Regions from separate parts of the Mus musculus genome. Here region 2 is linked to region 1. A link is a contact called in public Hi-C data. All regions are on one chromosome and are shown on one strand. Each heading gives the region's core, a stretch centred on a gene start, on an enhancer-like site or on the middle of the called end of the contact. The rest is flanking DNA. Distances are from core to core; before and after follow the strand shown. Region 1 overlaps Rdh13 (retinol dehydrogenase 13 (all-trans and 9-cis)). Region 2 holds the start of Cdc42ep5 (CDC42 effector protein (Rho GTPase binding) 5).

The links. A called contact is a pair of places that touch in the nucleus more often than the background predicts.
Region 2: a Hi-C map of bone marrow-derived macrophages shows a contact between it and region 1, with 34 read pairs. The contact joins the promoter of Cdc42ep5 here to the enhancer-like site in region 1. A contact is called at or near these places in 12 of 39 promoter capture datasets (the 3T3-L1 cell line, 3T3-L1-derived adipocytes, the HPC-7 cell line and 8 more), 4 of 15 datasets of contacts at CTCF or cohesin (the NIH/3T3 cell line, embryonic stem cells and large pre-B cells), 9 of 484 Hi-C or Micro-C datasets (bone marrow-derived macrophages, cerebral cortex, cortical neurons and 5 more), 17 of 115 datasets of contacts at active chromatin or transcription factors (bone marrow-derived macrophages, cardiomyocytes, craniofacial prominence and 8 more) and 5 of 9 other capture datasets (adipose tissue, embryonic stem cells, liver and 2 more).

What each region holds. Positions count from the first base shown.
Region 1 is chr7:4,426,155-4,429,449 of GRCm38.p6, reverse strand. It overlaps Rdh13 (retinol dehydrogenase 13 (all-trans and 9-cis)), which reads left to right. Exons shown (of 7, transcript NM_175372.4): 7 at 1,648-3,295. The coding sequence ends at 1,892. Among named protein-coding and RNA genes, the nearest start is that of Rdh13, 18 kb to the left of the region's middle. Within about 2 kb of position 1,984, at least 196 of the 459 cell types and tissues checked have an H3K27ac peak or open chromatin away from gene starts, as enhancers often do. A contact at or near this core is called in Sertoli cells, bone marrow-derived macrophages, craniofacial prominence and 6 more, where this site is marked.
Region 2 is chr7:4,163,153-4,166,447 of GRCm38.p6, reverse strand. It overlaps Cdc42ep5 (CDC42 effector protein (Rho GTPase binding) 5), which reads left to right and starts at 1,743. Exons shown (of 3, transcript NM_021454.4): 1 at 1,743-1,989; 2 at 2,261-2,355.

The sequences.
Region 1 (3,295 bases), core at 735-3,234:
TTCCTGAGTGCTAGGATCACGGACATGCCTCGCCATGCTTGTTGCATTGAGTATTAGTGTCAGGTCCATGATGGGTCTACCCTCACAGTCACTGGGAAAATCAGCCGAGTATGCCCATAAATTGCTCTGCACAGTGTCTGGCCAAGACTCTAGTCTGACCCACAGCCAAACATTAGGTGGAGAGAGCTTCAGTTGAAAAGCGTCATGGGATCACTTCTCTTGAAGCTTGGGAATCCCAGAGAAGAGGGGGAGAAAGAGTTGTAGGAGCCAGCAGGATTGAGAGTACCAGGAGAACACGGCCCACAGAATCAACTAAGTAGGGCTCATTCACAGAGACTGAAGCAGCTATCACCAAGCCTGCACAGGTCTGTGCTAGGTCCTCTGTGTATGCTATGGTTGTGCAGCTCATGTGGAATTGTGCCTAGTCTTAGTGTGTCTTGTTATGCTGTGTTCGGTTGATATTCCTGGGAGGCCCGCTCTTTCCTGAAGGGAAATAGAGGAGGAGTGGATCTGAGGGAGAGGGAAAGCAGGAAGGCAAACTGGGAGAGTGAAGGGAGGAGAGGCTGCGGTTGGGATCAACGGTGTGAGAGAAGAAGTACAAGAATGTAGTCTGAGTCAACAGAGCACTGTGGCAGGCATTCATAATGCCCGAGTCACTTAGTGGGCATGTATTAAGAATTTTAGCGTGAGAAGACCACAGAATCGAGGGCTGGAGATGTCGCTCAGTTGGCGAACTGCTTGGCTATCTTTCTGGAGCCCTGGGGTTGATCTCCAGCACCACATAAAATCAAACACTGGGATTTGCCTCCCAGCACTCTGCACATAGAGGCAGAGGGAAGGAATTTAAGTTCATCTTTGGCTGTATAGGGAGTTGAGGTCAGGGCCAACCTGGACTACACATGCCCTGCCTGAGACACATGCCCTGCCTGAGACACATGCCCTGCCTGAGACACATGCCCTGCCTGAGACACATGCCCTGCCTGAGACACATGCCCCTGCCTGAGACACATGCCCTGCCTGAGACACATGCCCTGCCTGAGACACATGCCCTGCCTGAGACACATGCCCTGCCTGAGACACATGCCCTGCCTGAGACACATGCCCTGCCTGAGACACATGCCCTGCCTGAGACACATGCCCTGCCTGAGACACATGCTCTGCCTGAGACACATGCCCTGCCTGAGACACATGCTCTGCCTGAGACACATGCCCTGCCTGAGACACATGCCCTGCCTGAGACACATGCCCTGCCTGAGACACATGCCCTGCCTGAGACACATGCCCTGCCTGAGACACATGCCCTGCCTGAGACACATGCTCTGCCTGAGACACATGCCCTGCCTGAGAGGAAAAGATTATTTCTAGGAACAATACATAGAATAGAGGAAAATGTGCTTTCATTTTTCTGGGAACACTCAGGGAGGCTTCCTATAGGAGGCCGCTTTTGGATTCATCTCTCCTTTTGGAGGAATTTGTGGGGTGTTGCCTGGGACGGGCCATTTAGGTAGAGAGAACTGCAGACACAAAGGCCTGGAGGTAGGTTCCCTGGGACTTCAGGGCAGCTTCCAGCCTCCAAGGCTGGGTTTTGGGTTCCCTGAGGGTGGAGCAGGGGATTTTTATTTTTGACTGTTCTGTGGTTGATTGTAGGGCCCTTCTTCTGGCTGCTGTTCAAGAGTCCCCAGCTGGCGGCCCAGCCCAGCACATATCTGGCCGTGGCAGAAGAACTGGAGAATGTTTCGGGGAAGTACTTTGATGGACTCAGAGAGAAGGCTCCATCTCCTGAGGCTGAAGATGAGGAAGTAGCCCGCAGACTTTGGACGGAAAGTGCCCGTTTGGTGGGCTTGGCCATGGCTCATGGATCCCCTGGGAGAGGACATGCCATTCCCAGATAACCTTCAGAGACCCAGATGGAGCTGTGTTACCAAGACTGCTGCTGGCCATGCTCTCATCATCCTCTAGGGGCAGTATTGGTACTATTAGAATCTCAAGACTGTGGATGTTGGCTGCCATGTCCTCATCATCCTTTAGGGACAGTGTTGCACTGTTAGAACTCAAGTCTGTGGATGCTGGCTGCTATGCCCTCATCATCCTCTAGGTGGCAATGTTAGTTCTAGCATTTATCGTTAGCTGGCTACATTGAGTTGGACCACAGGTAGGCACTGGCTCAGGGGATGGCAGGTCCATGTACTCTGTTGGTTACTGGGGAGATGGTCCATCAGGTGCCTCCTTTAGGAATCTAAAAGGGGAGGCTGATAGGGGAGACAGTCACTCTGGTTATGGGCAGTGTCCAAAGACAGTGGACACCAAAGCTGCTGTGGTGGACTGATTGGTCTACTGTTAAAGAGCAGGCATAGCTATAGATTTTTGTGGGCCCTTATATACTCCTGCCTCCTCTCTGACTTGGCTGTTGTTCTAGTTTGCTTTCTGTTGCTGTGATAAACACCATGACCAAAATCAACCTGGGGAGAAAAAGGGCTTATTTAACTCACAGGTTATAGTTTATCATGGAAGAGGCAAGCCAGGGCAGGAACTCAGGACAGTAACTTGAAGCAGATACCAATGGAGGTGTGCTCACAGGCATATGTCAGGTACCTTGCTTTTATTTTTATTATTATTATTATTATCTTTTTTTTTTTTTTTTTTTTTTTTACAGAGAGGGTCTCACTTTGTAACCCTGGCCTTCCTGGAACTTGCTATGTAGACTAGGCTGGCCTTGAACTCACAGAGATCTGCCATGCCTGGAATTAAAGGCATGTATTACTATGCCTGTCCCAGGTACCTGTGCAGGCCTACCTGTCCAAGGATGGCACCATCCACAGTGGGCGTCTACCTCCTACATCAGCTAGCAATCAAGAAAATGCTCCACAGACAATCCCTCAGGACAGTCTGGTCTAAGCAGCTCTTCACATGAGGGTCTCTCTCTGTCTTTTACGAATGTCAGGTTGACAACCAAATGAACCAGACAGCTCTTGATTGCAAACTGCAAAGGGTCACTGCTCCCTTAAGGATGGTGTGGGTCTGAAGCTCTCGCCAGACTCAGAAAGGGCAGCCGTGGACACCTTGTGTGCTGGACAGTGGCTGTGATCCAGTGGAAACCCTGGCAGACCCTGTCTTGGTTAGCCCCGAAGTGCTCAGGACAGAGTGGGATGAAAAGCTGCTAGCTGCTGCCACAGAAAACCAGCGTGACCTAGGATCAGGATCTCTCCAATTCCTGTGTAATTTTAACTGTAGACTCTTAAGCTTGTTGTTTGATTACAGTAACATGTTAGGGGTAGTGGCACATATCGGTAACTCC
Region 2 (3,295 bases), core at 494-2,993, 260 kb after region 1:
CATTATATATATTAACTATATATTTATTGCAATGTCAGTGACGTGTAAAAACATGCACACCCAGAATAGGTAGCTCAATAAAAGCTAATAAAAGTCATAAATAGCGAGGCGTGATGACACACCTTTAACCCTGGCACCCTGGAGAATAGAGGCAATCAGATGTCTGTGACTTTGAGAATAAAATGATTGACATAGCAAGTTCCAGGCCAGCCAGAGCTACATAGTGAGACATTGTCACCTCAGCTATCCAGGACACTGAAGTGAAAGGAAGTGAACTCAAGCTCAGCCTGAGCTAATTAATGAGAGACCCTGTCTGAAGAGCAGGGTACCAGGTAGAGGATAATCTCGACACTGTGCACACAGTGTGCCTACAGGAGGGAGTGGTTTATAGCTCAGTTGTCCAGGGCTTAACTAGCAGGCAAGTGGCCCTAGGTTCAATCCCTGCTATCACCAACAAAACAATTCATCAACAGCAACATGTATGTGTGTGTATGTGTTTGTGTGTGTGTGTCGTGGGGGGGGGGGTGTCACAAATGAGATGAGACATAGTAGCTGTCTTTATCAGTATGGGTTATTTAATTTAACCTCCAGTTCTATCCATTTTCTCAAAAATGACATAATTATGCTTTTCTTCAAGGCTGTCCAAAACCCCTTTGGGAACATACACCACGATTTCTTTATCCAATCATCTATCCGTTGATGGGTGTCTAGACTAATCCAGTAACCTGGCTCCTCTGTAAAAACTGCAAACACATGGGCCCGCAGGTATGTGTCATTCTGACTTAGATTTCTCCTAGTGGCTTTCAAGCTGACCTCTCAGTGTCTACCAAAGTCATTTCTTTTCTACTTGCTTCCCTGTGTGTTTGTGTTCCACGTGGCCTCTGTCCAAAGTCCCTGCAGTGCTTTCTGCAGACCTCCTAGACAAAATATCTCTATTAAACACTGTGGACTTCTCCCTGTACTAAAGGTCTATCCTACCATGCCTCTGCTGTTCTCTGACAGTGCTCCCTCCTCCCTGGCTCTACAGGCTCCCAGTATAGACCTCAGTGTGCAACCCAAAGGTGCTTGCTTATTAGATCTGTAACTGGGTCTCCCTCTGAGCCTTCCCTCTTTCTGTGCATTTTGCCCTAAGCCACACGACACCCGGGAACAGCACACATACCTCACACCCCCCAAACACCCTCACTCCAGCCGTGCTCCATCAGCTTTTGAAGGATGTTGTGAACACCAGTGTGTAGTCTTCACCACAGACAGGGAATCAGAGTGAAGACCCTTCTCTGGCAGATGGCTGCAAATAGGAGCATCCTGGGGAACGCTCCAGGGCAATTGCACAGCACTTCTTTCTCCTACTGGGACTTTAATTCTCTCTTATCTTTTTTCCTCTCCTCCCATATCTCTCTCTCTCTCTCACTCACACACACTTCACCCCACATTCTCTCTCTCTCTCTCTCTCTCTCTCTCTCTCACACACACACACACACACACACACACACACACACACCCCACACTCTCCTTCTTTCCTCTCTTCCTATCTTTTTTCTCAACTCGCCCTCCCTTCCTGCCCCCCCCCCCCCAGCCCCCACCCCATGCCACTCCCCTAACAGCTGCAGTCTGGAAGAAATTACTCTTCTAAACAGCCAGACTTCACTGGTTTCAGGACATTCCAGGCTGGGCCGGGGAGGGGTTGGGCTGGGGGCGTGCCCGTCCATCCCCCTAGCTCTACCCCCGCTTCCACTACGCTCAGTCCTGGTTTCCTCCTGTCCCTACAATCCCTTCAAAGGGCCTTTAGCTTTTCTACCATCAAGGCTTTCTAGTCCTTTAAATCCTAGAGGCAAACTTTTAGGGACTAAGGAAGGCTGGGAGGGGCCTATGGCTTAACCCTCTCAACCCGGGACAAGAGACCAGCTTGGCTGACTGGGCGTTGACTCGGTGCTTGGTTGGTAGGCTGCCATGGCCCCCGAGAGGGGCTGAAGCTTATTCCTGGTGCAGGTAAGAAGGAACTTCCGGGGGTTGCCAGATTCTGGGGGCTAGTCTCTTGGGTCTGAGGGAGGAGGGCAAACGAAAGAGAATTCCTGGACCCCTGGAATGTGAGAGAGGAAAGCAGGGGAACTCCCAGCCCGTGAAACCAGAGAGCTAGGAGGTGGGGCTGCTGAGACCCAAGGGTGCAGGACCCAGCCTGAGGCGGTGGCACTCAGACCGCCGCATGCCTAGGTCCTGGAGCCCCTACCAGGTAGGACGTGACACTTACTTTATTTGCCAGGTGAGATCTCTCCTGCAGAAAGAAGGAAAAAGGCGCCAGAGAGGCCAGGAGGGACCCCAGCTTAAGTCGGATCTCAATTAAGTCTGGACCACGAGGTGAGAAGGTTGTAGTGGGCAGGGGTCTTCAACCGGGGGCGTGGGAGGAAGACAGACTAGTTAGCAAACAGACCAGGGACTTCGACGTACCCGATGCAGCCCGGTGGCTTTAGGAAAAGAATTGCCAATGCTGAGATCCCAGGGGTCTCCAGGTGGGGTCCCTTGCCAGGTCTGGGCTCCACCCTCCTCCAGCCTGAGAACCAGTCCAGCCAGCTCTGGAGCGGGTTATTATTTTCTTGCTGGCAGGGCTGGGGCTGAGAGAGGACAGAGGTGAGCCAGCTGTGCCCCACCCCCACCCCCACCCCCATCCCTGCAGCTGGAGCCACGCGGTACTTAGGCAGGAAAAAGAGGGTGGAAGAGGCCAGAGAGGATGTGCTTATCTGAGCATGTGTCTGTCAGGGCGGGCTGGGTTGCCTGCTTTCTTCCAGTCTACTTTGCATTGATCCCTAACAACAGCCCCTCTGTAAGAGCCTAGGCTGATGACGAACTTTTCCCAAGAATGACCACATTGCCTTGTGTTTAACAGGCCTGCAGCACGCATATTTGAGCTTAGAGCTGAGTGTGCAAAAGGACACCTAGGTTGCAGGGGGATGTGACTCGCTGAAGGTCTCAGAGCAAGCCAAGGCTACAGGGGCATTAAAATCTCCATGTTGCATGTGTTAGAGCAGGCATGTAGTGTGTTGCATTCGAGTATGTTAGGGTAACCCCCTAGATTATTCTCCACTTTATTCTTGAAATGAGAGAGGTCTCTTATTCAAAGGAATAAGCCCCAGCTGTCTTCTTGCCCCTGCCCTCTTCCGTGCTGGGCTTAGAGGGTTTTTGAATGGGTGCTGGGGATTTGAACTCAGGTTCTTGTGATTGTGCAGCGAGTACCCTCGTCCCCCTCTAAACAGTTAACCATCATTCCAGTCCCAAGAGCTTTTTCCCCCCAAGAGACCGA